2 separate regions of the Mus musculus genome follow, and region 1 is linked to region 2. The links are chromatin contacts, called in public HiChIP or PLAC-seq maps. All regions are on one chromosome and are shown on one strand. The core of a region is the stretch at or near the end of the contact, and the rest is flanking DNA. Distances in the headings are between cores, read along the strand shown.

The links. HiChIP or PLAC-seq counts read pairs in DNA pulled down with a chosen protein or histone mark.
Region 1: a contact with region 2 is called in an H3K4me3 HiChIP or PLAC-seq map of intestinal villus epithelium, with 2.6 times the contacts expected there. The contact joins the enhancer-like site here to the promoter of Slc30a10 in region 2. A contact is called at or near these places in 9 of 39 promoter capture datasets (cranial neural crest, embryonic stem cells, frontonasal cranial neural crest and 5 more), 1 of 15 datasets of contacts at CTCF or cohesin (embryonic stem cells), 17 of 484 Hi-C or Micro-C datasets (the Ba/F3 cell line, the G1E-ER4 cell line, brain and 8 more), 15 of 115 datasets of contacts at active chromatin or transcription factors (astrocytes, embryonic forebrain, embryonic stem cells and 7 more) and 1 of 9 other capture datasets (embryonic stem cells).

What each region holds. Positions count from the first base shown.
Region 1 is chr1:185,501,284-185,508,306 of GRCm38.p6, reverse strand. Gm34969 (a long non-coding RNA gene) reads right to left here. Exons shown (of 4, transcript XR_001779597.1): 3 at 6,584-6,680; 4 at 5,403-6,286. Among named protein-coding and RNA genes, the nearest start is that of Gm34969, 18 kb to the right of the region's middle. Within about 2 kb of position 5,561, at least 12 of the 459 cell types and tissues checked have an H3K27ac peak or open chromatin away from gene starts, as enhancers often do. A contact at or near this core is called in intestinal villus epithelium, where this site is marked.
Region 2 is chr1:185,449,383-185,456,482 of GRCm38.p6, reverse strand. It overlaps Slc30a10 (solute carrier family 30, member 10), which reads right to left and starts at 1,635. Exons shown (of 4, transcript NM_001033286.2): 1 at 804-1,635; 2 at 54-131. The coding sequence starts at 1,419. Gm2061 (predicted gene 2061) reads left to right here and starts at 915. Exons shown (of 3, transcript NR_040305.1): 1 at 915-1,447; 2 at 2,350-2,478.

The DNA of each region.
Region 1 (7,023 bases), core at 4,312-6,811, 48 kb before region 2:
GAGAGACAGGTAGATGTGTTTCCCACAAGCCCAACAATCTAATTCAATCCCTGGTTACCCAGGTGCAGGAAGAGACCCAACTCCTACAAGTTGTCTCCTCCAGACCTCTGCACGAAACACTCTCATGTCTAGCTCTAGGTTCAGTGAGAGACTCAGACTCACAAGGAATAAATAAGGTAGAGCCTGGCAGAGCAAACCACTTTATATGACCTCCTCTGGGCCATTGAGAGCCCTTGGAGACCACACATAGACAAAAGAAAGCACTGACTTCTAAGAATTTTCCCCAGGGAACAGGCCCTGGGACAACAGTGTTTGTAGCAACATTGTTTACAAAAGTGAAAGCGAGAAGATACCTAGGAAGGAATCTTCCATGAGTCAGCCAGTAAACACACACACACACACACACACACACACACACACCCCAAGGCCCTAGTGCGGCTTGTCCTTAAATGCTATCATGTTAATGTATAACATTTACAAGACACTACATTCTTTTCCTTACTTCTTTTTTGACCCGTGGGAATTAAGAAATGAGTTGCTGATGGATTAGCAAATATTTTTGAGATGATGTTCTACTGAAGGTGTCGAATTTCATGATGCTCAAATAGCATATGTTGTAAGACATCAAATTTTTTCAATTTAACAAAACTTGGTTTCTTGTTGGGTATGGAATCCAGGTTGGTGAAATTTATGTGCTCTTAAAATAATACAAATTGGGCAATCAATTGTTTTGTTTTGCTTATTGTTTGGGCTATTGTTTTGTTTTTTCAGGCATGGTCTAAGTACAAGGCCCAGCCTGGCCTTGTACTGTCGATCCACCTACCTTCCCTTCCAAGTGCTGAAATTGCAAGCATAGGCCAACATGCCATCTCCAGTGAAGAGCCTGTTTTTGAGGTAGAATGTCAGAAGTGTCATCTGGATCTTGTTAGTTGACAAGTGTTGGTTTGTGTCTCCTGTACATTTGCTGATTTCTTTTCAGAGTTGTGTATCAGTTGCAGAGAGAGAATAGCTGAAGCCCAGACTCCGAGGGTAGATCCACTTCTGCAACCTTTGAAAGACTGCCATAAGTACCAAATTCAACCCAATAACAAATGGTAAAACAAAGGGCATTTCTAAATTTCAAGTTGTTCTCCAAAGCAAAAAACAAACAAGATAAATCAGCAAAATAAGAATATAAATCATCTATGAAAACTCTTGCGGGGAATTGAGTGTGAATTCAGACAAACTCCAAGCTACAGCATCTCCCCTGTGTTCCTATTAAGCATATGTAGCTGGCCTCAAGGAAGGCCAAAACTAAGTCAATCTTTGCCATTCAAAAATAAAAGTAGTGTACCACTCCCTGAATGTGGGAGTCTACACTGGAATTCATCATCATCAAGGATATTAGGTGCCAAGTACAAAATAGTGGCATTAATGACTGACAATAAATATTGACCAAGAAACAAATATTCTTGCTTTCAAATTTTTTTTTTTTTGAGATAGAGTCTTGCCATTTATCTCAGGCTAACCTAGAACTCACACACCTCCTGTCTTATAAATGGTAAGGTCAGAGATATGTATCAACTCAGCTAATTATTTATAAGTATTTCTTTTATTTGTAACAAGTTGTTATTTGTTATATAACATCTTAATAATTTATAACAAAATGAAATTTTTAATGTGTAAAATGTTCTATTTTCATTATGTATATCGGTCTTTCCAGAATCTTCCCCTATCATTTTCTAATTGACTAAACAATGTCAGACATTTTACCTCACATAAGGAAGGTCAAAGTGTGATTATTGGTGAATCCAGTTATCTGCTGACAGTGGCTCACAGAGTTAAGTTTGTTCAAAACAGAGTACCCCAACCCAGCCCCCAGCCCCAATCTCTCTGCTTTCTGGTCAAGTAAGATGTGCACCAAGCTGTCCCTCAAATTGAGAACCAAGATAAATCCTGCCTTTGTTTTGTTTTGTTTTGTTTTGTTTTGTTTTGTTTTGTTTTGTTTTGTTTTCGAGACAGGGTTTCTCTGTATAGCTCTGGCTGTCCTGAAACTCACTTTGTAGACCAGGCTGGCCTCGAACTCAGAAAGTCGCCTGCCTCTGCCTCCCGAGTGCTGGGATTAAAGGCGTGCACCACCACTGCCCAGCTAAATCCTGCCTTTCTTAAGTCACTTTGTGTCAGGTATTTGGTCACAATGACTGAGGTGACTGAGACAACAAGTTATCCCCTAACATAGAGAATCATTTCTTAATGCAAATGCTATACCCTAAATATTGCTTCATTTTCTCAGAGTAATATTTAAAGTGGTGACCACTTTGCAAGAGCGATCAAAAGAGGAGGGGCTGTGCAGCCAGAAGGATGAAACACAGTGGCTATGATGTTGGTCCTTACCCACAAAGAGAAAAAATAGGCTTGCATTTGCAGATGCGGACTCCACATAGACGTAAGTGCTGAATAATGCAGACTTTAGTTATTACACTGTAAAACTAAGGACTGAGGGGATGGCCCAGTAGCAAAATGCTTCTTACACAAAGCATGAGCATCCAAGTTTAAATCCCAAGGACTCACATAAAGAGTCAGGCATGGTTGTCTATGACCCCAGGTCTGGGCCAGAGACAGGAGTTATCATCGCAGTCAGTGAGCTCCTGGGTCAGTGAAAAAGTGATCCTCAAAAAACGATGAGGGTCGCCTCAGAGAAAAGCAATGACATCTAGCTCTGGCCTTCACATACGTGTGCACGCACACACACACACACATATGCACACACACATATGTACACACACACACACACACACACACACACAAAATAGATGTAACATGAGCCAGGCATGCACCTGTTTCTCAGAGGTCTGGAAGTAGCTTCAGGAGGTTTAATTAAAACCGTGAGAGTGGCGCACGCCTTTAATCCCAGCACTTGGGAGGCAGAGGCAGGCGAATTTCTGAGTTTGAGGCCAGCCTGGTCTACAGAGTGAGCTCCAGGACAGCCAATGCTACACAGAAAAACCCTGTATCAAAAACACAAAAAAAAACAAAAACAAAAACAAGCAAACAAACAAACAAAGTGAGATGAAGAACAGCCCTGCACCATTGTAAGTCTCTTCCATCTCAAGATCTAAGGAAACAATGTAGACAAACCAGAGGTTTGGTTTGGCTTGGTTTTTAGATTTATATCTGTCTATGTTTTGCTTACATGCGTGTATGTGTAGACCTTGTGTGGACCTGGTGCATTCCCAGTGTGCCCAGAAGTCAAACGATGGCACCAGACCCCTTGGGAACTGGAGTTACAGATGTGAGCTCCCAGGTGGGTACTGGATATTGAACACAGTCCCTCAGCAAGAGCAACAAGTGGTTCGGGCTCATGAGCCATCCCTCCAGCCTCAAACTAGAGTTTCATGCAAATACTGCTGCAGCCCTTTGTTCTCCACAGGAAAAGTTAACACTCGTAACTGAACGACACATGGGGCAGGGCTTTCAAACAGGCAAACATAAATTTCCCCCGAATAGGATAGCAACAAAATCAACCACTAAACACTGTGACCCTAGCGCGTCCTGATTTCCATCCTCGCACAGCACAAGCCTCTACCTTTGCCCTGACTTTTGTGGAAGCAGAGAATGAAGGGTGTCTGCGGCTGCTCATGAGGTCCACATCAGTCTTGTTTAAGGTTTACGCACCTTCCATGGTGAGATCCAATCGGCAGGTCAACAAACTCACCAGATCCTGCCCCTCGGGATGTTCATTTCTGAGAAGCGCTACGAAGACTTGAATTGAAAACCTCAAGTGCATGGAGATCCACTGTCACATACCAAACACAGAGTTCTCTGTGAACTCAGCCTCTCTCTAGCCCTGCCCTCCTGTCCAGCTGCTGTCAAGATGGTTCAGGGATTCATTTGCTGCTCTTCTGAGGACTCGAGTTGGTTCCCAGCACCTGTACGGTGACTCACGGCCCATGTAACTTCAGCTCCTGGGGAACTGATGCTCTCTTCTGGCTTCCACAGGCACTGTGCTCACATGCACATACCCCCAATATAAACATCCATACACATATTTTTAAATATTTTGGAAAAATAAACTTTTAGATTCCATGTTTTGTTAAAGCCAGGAAACTGATCTATGGTAAGAGTTCTGCCTCCACCAAAATGCATACCATCATACCATTTCAATTCAAAAAATGCTGCCCATGAGTGTTAAGGGCTACTGTGTACTATGACACTATTCTTCTTTGTCCAAAGTAGTCTCAATTCTATGTGCTTCAGTCAAGAGTCCCCTGTGCTGGTCTTCACATTCCAGGCAAAGGAAGAAACCTTTAGCCTTTCTCTCTCCTTTGGGTCTCCAAACTCTATTGGGAAGCCCTCCACACTGCTGTCAGGAGTTAACCAGAACCCTGTACTCACCGAGTTAGTGTCTGCAGTCTCTTTATATCCATCCCATCTTCCCCGGGGAGAAAGTCATCTGAAATGTTAAGACTGACGCCCACTCTGAGAGTTTAGCCCTAAACAGGACATCTATTCAGCACTCTTTCCAAAGCTCAGGGGACCATGTGGAAGAGGGGACAGAAGGAAGGTAAAAGGCAGAGGGTGGGGAGGAGAGCTGATGAATGCTGTCTTCTGGGAGAGATACAGTTGCTGCACACAAAGTCCCACACAGGATCCCAGAGCAATGGTGGTGCCCTGCAAGGGCTGGGCCCCCGACTTCCTACCATGTTTAATGGTTGCTGGGATGAGGAGGGGACACAGGCAGTTAATGGTTGCAGGGGGGTACAAACATTCATGGTTGTGGGGAGATCACATTCCTCAGTGGTGTAGGCACTGCTAAGTTGTCCTTGCTCAGGAGAGTACCCACCCTGTTCAAGCTCACTCAGGCTCATGCAGAGGGGCACAAAAAGGAAAGACGTGGAAATGGCTGGGAGACAAGGTTCAGTCGAGGGGAGAAGAGAGGAGAATGGGAAGAAGGCGGGTCGTGAAAAAATTAAATATTAAAGATAATGCTTGTCAACCCAAGTGAATCTATAACTTCACGGGGTTAAAAAAGAAGAAGAAGAAGAAGAAGAAGAAGAAGAAGAAGAAGAAGAAGAAGAAGAAGAAGAAGAAGAAGAAGAAGAAGAAGAAGAAGAAGAAGGAGAAGAAGAAGAAGAAGAAGAAAAAGAAGAAGAAGAGCTGGGCGGTGGTGGCACACACCTTTAATCCCAGCACTTGGGAGGCAGAGACAGGCAGATTTCTGAGTTTGAGGTCAGCCTGGTCTACAAAGTGAGTTCCAGGACAGCCAGGGCTACACAGAGAAACCCCTGTCTCGAAAAAACAAAAAACAAAAAACAAAAAAAAAAAAAAAAAAAAACAAACAAAAAAAAAAACAAAAAAAGAAAGAATGATGATCGCTAAGAATTCAGACAACTCTAGGTAAAAGACCATTCCAAGACCATAGATAACAGCCCAATACAACAGCTTTTATTCTTTTATTATGGCAAACCAAATGTTATATGTTTATTGTTTTATGATTCTCTGAACCCAAGGACCTCCTCCCTACGTCACAGGAACCCATTAACCCCATTCCATGTCGCTAGAACAATTAGGGCGCTCACTTTGGCTTCTTTGCACCCTGTACTTGCAAAGACGACATGACTGCTCATTTATGGCTGGTCATTGAGTTCAGTTGGGGAGGCGGCCTGGATGGTGACTTCAAAGTTTCATATCTAGACCTCTAGGAATGGCAGGGCCTGAATGAGTGGACCCAGGACTAGGGTGAGGCGAATAGGGCACTAGGGTTGAGCTTAAAGGTGGGTTGGTGTCTCAGAAATTAATCATCAAGATAGATACTACTTTGAAGAAATCTTTTTAAACTAAAATCAATGCAAAAATCCATGATAAAGGACAATTTAATAATATAGTGTAAATATTAAAATAATTCGACCTTGCACTTTGATGATTCAGCATGTCTCATTTGTTACCTTGCCCTTTCTGGGTGGCTCAGTGGTACTGGAAGTTCTCAGAGCCTATGATCCACAGAATTGTCTTCAGTGGAAGCAAAAACAAAAAAAAAAAATCTCTCCAACCTCAGCAATTAGTAGATTACGTTAAGTTGTCTACCAAATGCCCCTAGTAAGAAAATTTTTTAAAGGGCAGGAGAAATAACAAGAGGTTCCTGGTGCACTGGTCTTTAGGAACAGTAAATCCTAAATGATAATTAAAGATGTTTCATTCCGGTGCATTCTAGATCCAGAACAGAAGGAGGCGCTGCTGGGACACATTGCATGACTTTGAATTCAATTCCGCTTTAACTTCCAAAGCTGAGTTAGTTTTTGCTACATCCCTAAAGCAAAAGATGCAAATATCATCAGCTTGTTTAGGTTTTGGCATTAGCGTCTTAAATTGTGTGAAAAATTCAAGAAAACTTTATAGGGTCTTTGAATAGGGCACGCATTGAGTAACGCACGACCATAATATAAATGGATGCAGCCACAAGGATGTTTGCCTCTGGTGCTGAGACTGGAGCTAGGGCCTTCCACCGGCATGCGCTCTGCTCTGCTAGCAAGCTACATCCCCATAATTTACAAGTTACAGGGTTTTATCTGAGTCCGAATTCTCTTACATCGTTAAAGATGCTTACTTTTAGTTAACATAAAAGAGTTAGCACGATTTTGTTTTGTTTTGTGAGGCAGCATCTTGCCGGTGACATCAGCGATGGGAGCAGAGTCTCTGGTCATCTAAGAGAGGAAGAAAAGACAAAAAGCATTTGCTCTATGCATCCTTGCGGCTTCTATCACATCTCCCCTTTTTTGCCATTTTTGCCCGATAAGGCAGTTGTTTATCTGCAGCTACATTCGGGGCTTGGTTATATGATAGAATTCAAGTAATCATTTGACTGTATTTGTAGGGGGCTTTTCCCCTCCCAAGGAGAATTGTTCATTTAACTTATGTCATTTTTATTTCTCCTGGCCTTACCAAAAAGTATGCAATGAACAAAGGTCATATAAAGATACCTCTGAAACTGAAGGGTGGTTTTGAGCTTTGATGATTCAGTGGGAAAAATACTGACTTCTTGGGAAA
Region 2 (7,100 bases), core at 386-2,885:
ACAGACCCGTGAGTCAGGGAAAGGAGCCGGAGCTAGCCCACAGACAAGCCTACCTCTGATATTGAGTGCTTCAGACTTCTTCTCTTTTTTCGTCGTCTCTTCTGGTTCATTCTCGGTGTTCAGGGAATCACCTGCATTCAAAGAAGAAACCTTGTGTTGTGTATGAGTTCTACAAACAAAAAGAACCAATGATCTCAAAATGCGGTTTTGTTATTTTCAATTCCTCTTAGCATACAGGAGTCCCCCGCTTCTCCTACACTCAGCCCAAATAGGTACCTTTTAACCCAGAGGAAGCCCGAGGTCCACCCTTGGTCTTCACACACACAGCTTTCAAATTAAAAACGGGACAAGGATAAGCCTACACCTATCCCCCAGATCCTCAATACCCAAGAGGCAGGAGATAGCCCTGACACCGATGTCAGGGGAGGAAACATCCAGTTAGCACCGGAGAAGGGGCAGGATAGGAAATGCTCCGTTGCCCAATAGTTAAGAATTGATTTCCAAGATCAATACTGCCACAGGAGAGGGGAAGATAAGGACTACAGGGTCAAGAAGGAGAAAGAGAGGAAAATGGGGCGGGGGAGGGGGGAGAGAAGGCAAGCAAGGAAGGAGAACGAGGAGGGAGGGAAAGATGGAGAATTAAGTGAGAAGAGAAGCGAAGGGACTTTTTGATAAATCAGTCAAGAAAACGAGCCGAAAAAGAGGTAGTGGATGAGTAAAGGGGTCCAGATGCCAGGAGGAGGAGGGAGAATTGAGGGAAGAACAAAGTGCTCCCAGTCCGGAAGGATGCAACCGAAAGGCACCTGCTACATTAGAGAACACGGTCGCGCCCTCCTGCTGCTTTCTTCCGGCCGAGGACCCCCGGAGAGTCACTGCTGTGCCCGAGCCAGGAGCTGTGGCTGTCGCAGCCTCTTGGGGACACCCCAAAGCGCCACGAGGATCCCCCTGGCTTGGCTGCTGCGAAGGGCGGGTCCGGCGACCCCGCGTGCAGCGGGAGAAGCAGGCGCCGCAGTCCTGGAAGATGAGCAGCCCCACCACGTTGACCGCCAGCCCCAGGGCTCCCACGATAAGCACCAGCTCCGGGTCGTCGATGCGCTCGGGCCGCGCAAGGCGCAACACGGCCTCCACGAAGATGGTGAAGCAGAGCGCAGTGAGGAAGACTGCGTTGCTGAGCGCGCCCACCACCTCGGCCCGCACGTAGCCGTAGGTGGCACTGGAGCCGCGGGGACCGCGCCGCGCGATGTAGCCGGAGCCCAGGCCCACGCACAGCGAGATCAGGTCTGACAGCATGTTGAACGAGTCCGAGAGCAGCGCGATGGAGTTGCCCAGGTAACCCGACACCAGCTCGGCCACGAAGAAGGCCGCGGTGAGCACCAGCATGAACAGCAGCCGGCACGTCTTGCCTGAGTAACGGCCCATCTCTACAGCCCGCTGCGCCCCGCAACAGGTTGGCGGGGGGGGTGGGGGGGGCGGTCTGGAGCCCACCTCCTGCTGCAGGCCCGCCCTTACCCGCCCGGACCTTTTATGCTTCCAGCTCGCGCTCGCGGGACCAGAGTCTGCAGGAGTGGCCCCAGAGTCGCAAAGGCCACCTCCCGGGGCCCCTGCCCCTCCTCCCTCGCCGCCCAAGCTTGATTTGGCTGGTGGCCACCAGCCTGTGTCTCCTTCTAGGTCTGGGCTGGAGACCGGAGCTGCTGGGAGGAGGGGCGCATTGGGATGTCAATCTTCTTAAATCTCCACCTCCACCCTCTCTGAGAGAGAGATGCACGGGATGGTCCCGCTCCTCCAACTCCACCCCGCCTTCACCCCTGGGCTACTACAGATCTGTGTATGCCGCTGATAAGGACCTAGGCTGTAGTGGGTGTGCGCACCGCTGCCTACGTGCCCAGATGCGAGTTGCAGGGCAGATTCCATATGAGCTGGTGGAGCCTAGTGCCCTTAAAGGTGTTTCCTGCTTTTCCACTGGTTAAATGGTATCTCATTCCTCCCGTTAACCCCTGTCCCTGAACCCATAGTCAAAACCCTTTATCCTTTCTTCTTCACAAAGGCCACGAATCCTATTACTCCCTTATAGCACAGTATCGCCATCTCCCTTTTAGGGGTCTCTATCTGAGTCGAGCTGTCTACAGAGGAGAGGAAGGCAGGCAGCCCAGGGTGCATGGCTGCCACTGCTATTAGCATTAGTATGGAGCACTGGTATAGCACTCCAAGGCTGGGATTCTTTGTGTCCCTTGGCCATCAAAGAAGCCAGGTTTGGTCTCCTTTCCTAGTCTGTCAGAAAGAATTTCTACTGCCCCTAAAGGTGACCCTATACTCATAGTTCAATTGACCCAATTTTTTTTTTCCAAATAGACCCTGTTCCAAGTGACAATCACTCAAAGGGAACATGTCCTGGACTTGAGAGTCTACACTGCAGCCCCTTCAGAAAGGGTATTTGCTGTTGGTCACTTCGGAGACAGAAGTTGGTAACCATCGACTGAGGTATCGATGTGATAGGCTTTGGTTTGGAGGAATGTGGGTTTGGGGACTTTGGATTTGGAAAGCAGTGGAATGCTCTAAGCGGGGCTCAGTGAGCCATCCTAGCAGGAATATGGAAGACTTTGTTGCTGAGGGTGATTTGAACTGTGGAAGCCTGGCTCTAGAGGTTTCAGAGGAGAAGGATTTTAATATGTGGTGACCTTGGGGCAAGACCACAACAGCTAAGTTTAGGTTCGGGCATGGCAGTACGCCCCTTTAATCCCAGGAGGCAAAGCCAAGCTGATCTCTGAGTTCAAAGTCAGTCTACAGAGCAAGTTCCAGGACAGCCAAGCTTAGGCAGTAAAGGAGTTGGAAAACAGAAATCCGGTGATACTGTAATAGAACAAGGGGGCCATGTTCCAGCCCCAGCAAGCAGCAACTTCAGCACGTGGCTCTGGCTTTAGGGTCAAGAACAGAAGGAACTACTGGGACAATGGATGCTGGTTGACTGTAGCTAAGAAATCAGCAGTGATTAAGAAGAGACCAGCATCACCGAGGTGAAATCGGAGAAGTGTTTCCTGAGAGCACAGAGAAGCTGTGTTCCGGAGGTAGCTAAGGTTGTCTACAAGTTGCCTTGCTCATGGTGTCTGTTCACAGCAGTAAAACCCTAGCTAAGACAAGTGGGGTGTGGATGGGGGAGCCCTGTGCCTCACTCATTTTAGGAAGGGTCTGAAGGCAAAGCACAATAACCGTGTCTCCCCATAAACTTTAACCACCCTCATGGAGAAAATGCACAGGGTTGGAGCTTGGAAATACATTCTATGCCTTCCTCAAAGCAAAGCCAACGAGCAAGGGACAGTGGTGCAGCAAGGGACAGTGGTGCAGCAAGGGACAGTGGTGCAGGCATTTACTCTCAAATGTCCTAGAGGATTGGCTTGAGACTGGAATCCACTAACAAAACACTCAACCTAAAAAAGAATAATACTGATAATTTGGATTGAATTTACTCTTGCCAGCCCTGTACACGCATATAATGTATTGGGATTATTTGCAGTCCCCACCCTCGGGTCTACTTCTCATACCCCGTGAAGCCCCCTCTTCCCTCTGAGCCTTCTCCTGAAAGCATGTCCATTTGTTTAGTTTCTATCACACCGTATTTATCGTGTGTTTGTGTGTGTGTGTGTGTGTGTGTGTGTGTGTGTGTCGGGGAGGGGTGTGCTCTGCGTATGCATGGCACACATGCTACGGCTTACGGGAGGTCAGAGGTCAACTCTGGGGAGCGATGCTCTCACTCCAGCATGGTACTCTCTGGGATTGGATTCAGAGCACCAGGCTTGGTGCCAAACACTTTTATCTGTTGACCCACCTTTCCAAACCACCCACCCTCTTTTTTTTTGTTTTATTTTGTGGCCTACTCTGTTTAATCAGGGTAGCCCATGTCTACCTTCTAGCCCTATTCGTTGTCTGAATCTTGAAGCATGCCTCTATTTTTTCATAGTCTATGAAGGTCCCTATCAATAGTATTAAAATATCCCTGATCAAAAGTCCCTATCTTGTTACTAGATAAATCCCCAAACGCAAGAAACTTAATAATACTCCTCTTTCAGCCAGGCAGATAGCTCATGGCTGTAATCTCAAACCTGTAGGCTGGCCTACAGATAGAGACAGCTTGTCTTAAACAAACAAACAAACAAACAAACAAACGAACGAACATTTCCAGGAGAAATACCCATACACTGAGAATCTAAGGAAATTCTTTTTTAAAAATTAATAAATTATAAATAATATAGAAGAACTACTAAGATAAAGACAATGGCAGTTGTAAGCTATGTGGGCATGAACAAGTCCCTTTCTCGTCTGGGACTGTCAAGGGGAGTGGATGACCATATACTAAGGATTAAACAAATTAATGTGTAAAGTGCTCCAAACAGTACTTCGAATACAGTAAGCACCCAATAAATGCTGTAGTTATGGTGTGGTTAGCAGTAGTCCAGCACACATGTAGTACAATCACTACTAGTCCCCGGAGGAAATGCTAATACACACTAGAGATGTTTCAAGTGCTCTTCCCAGTATACAGCCCATTTTTTCTTCAAACATGGAACCTCTAAAACATTTGACATATGATAGCAATAGTGGGCCTGGGAGTATAGCTCAGTCGCTTAGCACATGCAGGGACCTGGGTTCAAATCCAGACACTGCAAGAAAAAAAAAAAACACTGACAGAGCTAAAGCGTTCCTTCCCAGTTAATTGTATTTCTCAGTCATTCACAGCAGAAGAAAAACCAGAAATCAGCAGAAGCATATCACTTGTGCCTCCTGGTTAGTCATTCTCCCAGCCAAGGGCAGATAAGAATTGGGTCACTGGCCCAGGAGCAAGACAATAAGAACTAGAAAGCCAGAGCCTGAGGACCAGGAGTTGTCACAGGTGTCTGATGTCCCCGTCCTCAGCCAGGTTCTGACCATAAAGAAAGGTAAGTGTTCCAGACACTACCAATAAAATGTGCTGTAGAAAAGTGGGATGTGTATGTGGCAGTGTGTGTGTGTGTGTGTGTGTGTGTGTGTGTGTGTGTGTGTGGTGTATGTACATGTTACATTTGCATAGGTGTGTGTGCACATGCACACTCACATGGTTAAGACCGCCTTTCTCAGTCAGTTCTGCTTGGGGTTTCGGGGGACTGTGGGTAGGGAGAGGCCATAGTATCTCACTGAAGCCAAACGTCGTGCTTAGCTAGGTTGGCAGGCCAGGAGCTGCAGTGAGCCACCTGTCTACAGCTCTTCAGCGCTGAGATGACAAGCGTAGAGTCTGCTGAGCTTCTCAAATGACTCCTGGGGATGGAACTCAGGCCCCCACCCTTGCACATTACTGCCTGGGTCATTGCCGCAGCCCCCATGTCCATGTTTCGGTTAACTTACACTATATGGCCTACTAAATTACTTGATGGACACACAAGCTGCCTTTCCGGTGTATATTCCCACAGTTTTGTGTTATTGAGCTCCTGCTTGGAGCCCTGGAGGGAGCACTTGCAGGCATTTGGAGTTCTGGAGGGAGCACTTGCAGGCATTGTTAGCTCATCTCACCCCCCAGCATCCTCTTGCAGTAGTCCAAACTTATGAAACATTGTTTTATTAGAAACTATTTTATTGCTGAAGAAGTTGAAGCCTGGATATTTTAACCACCAAGGCAATGTCATACAATCTGAAAATGACAGGAGTGAGCTCTGACCTGGCTATGGACTGCACGAAGCTTGTTTTCTTCACTTATAACAGATTGATCTTTTTAAACTGCTTTTGTTCTACACAAGCAGCGTTTCATTTATTTGTTTTCACTCTGAGATAGGGTCTTGTTGTGCAGCCCAGGCTGGTTTCTAACTCAGTCTTCCTGTCTTAACCTCCCAGTGCTTGATTATAAATTCCCATTTGGATGGCCCAAAACTTGACGCAGTACAGCTCATAAATTCAGGGATTATCATACTCAAGATTCTTTCTCCATTGGTGTCTTGTTTTTCTATATCAGTGTTTTAAATGTGACTTTAGAAATAAGTAAGTCAGCTAGTAAGAGTTCAGCAGGTACAGGAACTTGGCACCAAGCCTGATGTCCTGAGTTCAATCCCGGAAACCTACACGGTGAAGAGAGAACTGACTCCCGCAAGTTGTCCTCTGACCTCCCCTGAGCACCGTGGCCTACAACCATTCGTGTACACAGACACACACACTTGATACACACACACACACACACACACACATAACACAGAGAGATACACAGACACACGGAGACACAGACACACACACTTGATACACACACACACCACAGAGAGATACACAGACACACAGAGACACAGACACACACACTTGATACACACACAGAGAGACACAGACTCACACAGACTCACATAGACACACATCACACACATACCACATACATACAGAGATAGACACACAGATACAAATAAATAAATAAATAAATATGAAAATTAAATTAAAATACTAAGTCAACCAACCATGGTCTTTGAGGTTGGGCTGACTTGGAACTAAACCTGAGCTCTGCTGTTTGCTACAAGTCATGTGACCTGGGCGGGGTCCTCACATCTTCTTCCTCATTAGTGCTATAGCAGTAACAGCATCTAACTCATGGGCTGTCATGAGACTCACATAGGGAAATGTAGAGCCATAAAGAAGATTCAGCAAGTGCTTATGGGTAACTCCTCCCCCCGAGTTCTGCAGTCCAGTGGGGTGGAGGTGGACAGTTCTTTCACCAAAGGACTCAGAGCTTTGGTCTGTGTGATACACTTAAGGGCAGAGAGGCCAGGCTAGCTGGGATCCTCTGTGTTCCGAACCTTGTTAACTCTGGTCTGTGGTGATTTCTAGAGAAACTTTAAAGATTTGCTAAGAGCTTCGTTTAAGAAGCAGAGACATTTATACAAACATTAAGTAACCATTTCAGGGCTGGCAGGGTGGCTCAGCAGGTCAAGGCTCTTCACAAGCAAGAGTGGGGACCTGAGCTCAATCTTTGCAGCAAAGGTAAATGGGGATGGAGAGAGGTAAATGTGGATGGAGAGAGGTGATTCCAGCAAACTGTCCTCTGACGGCCACACACACACACACACACACACACACACACACACACACACACATAAGGTGTTTGG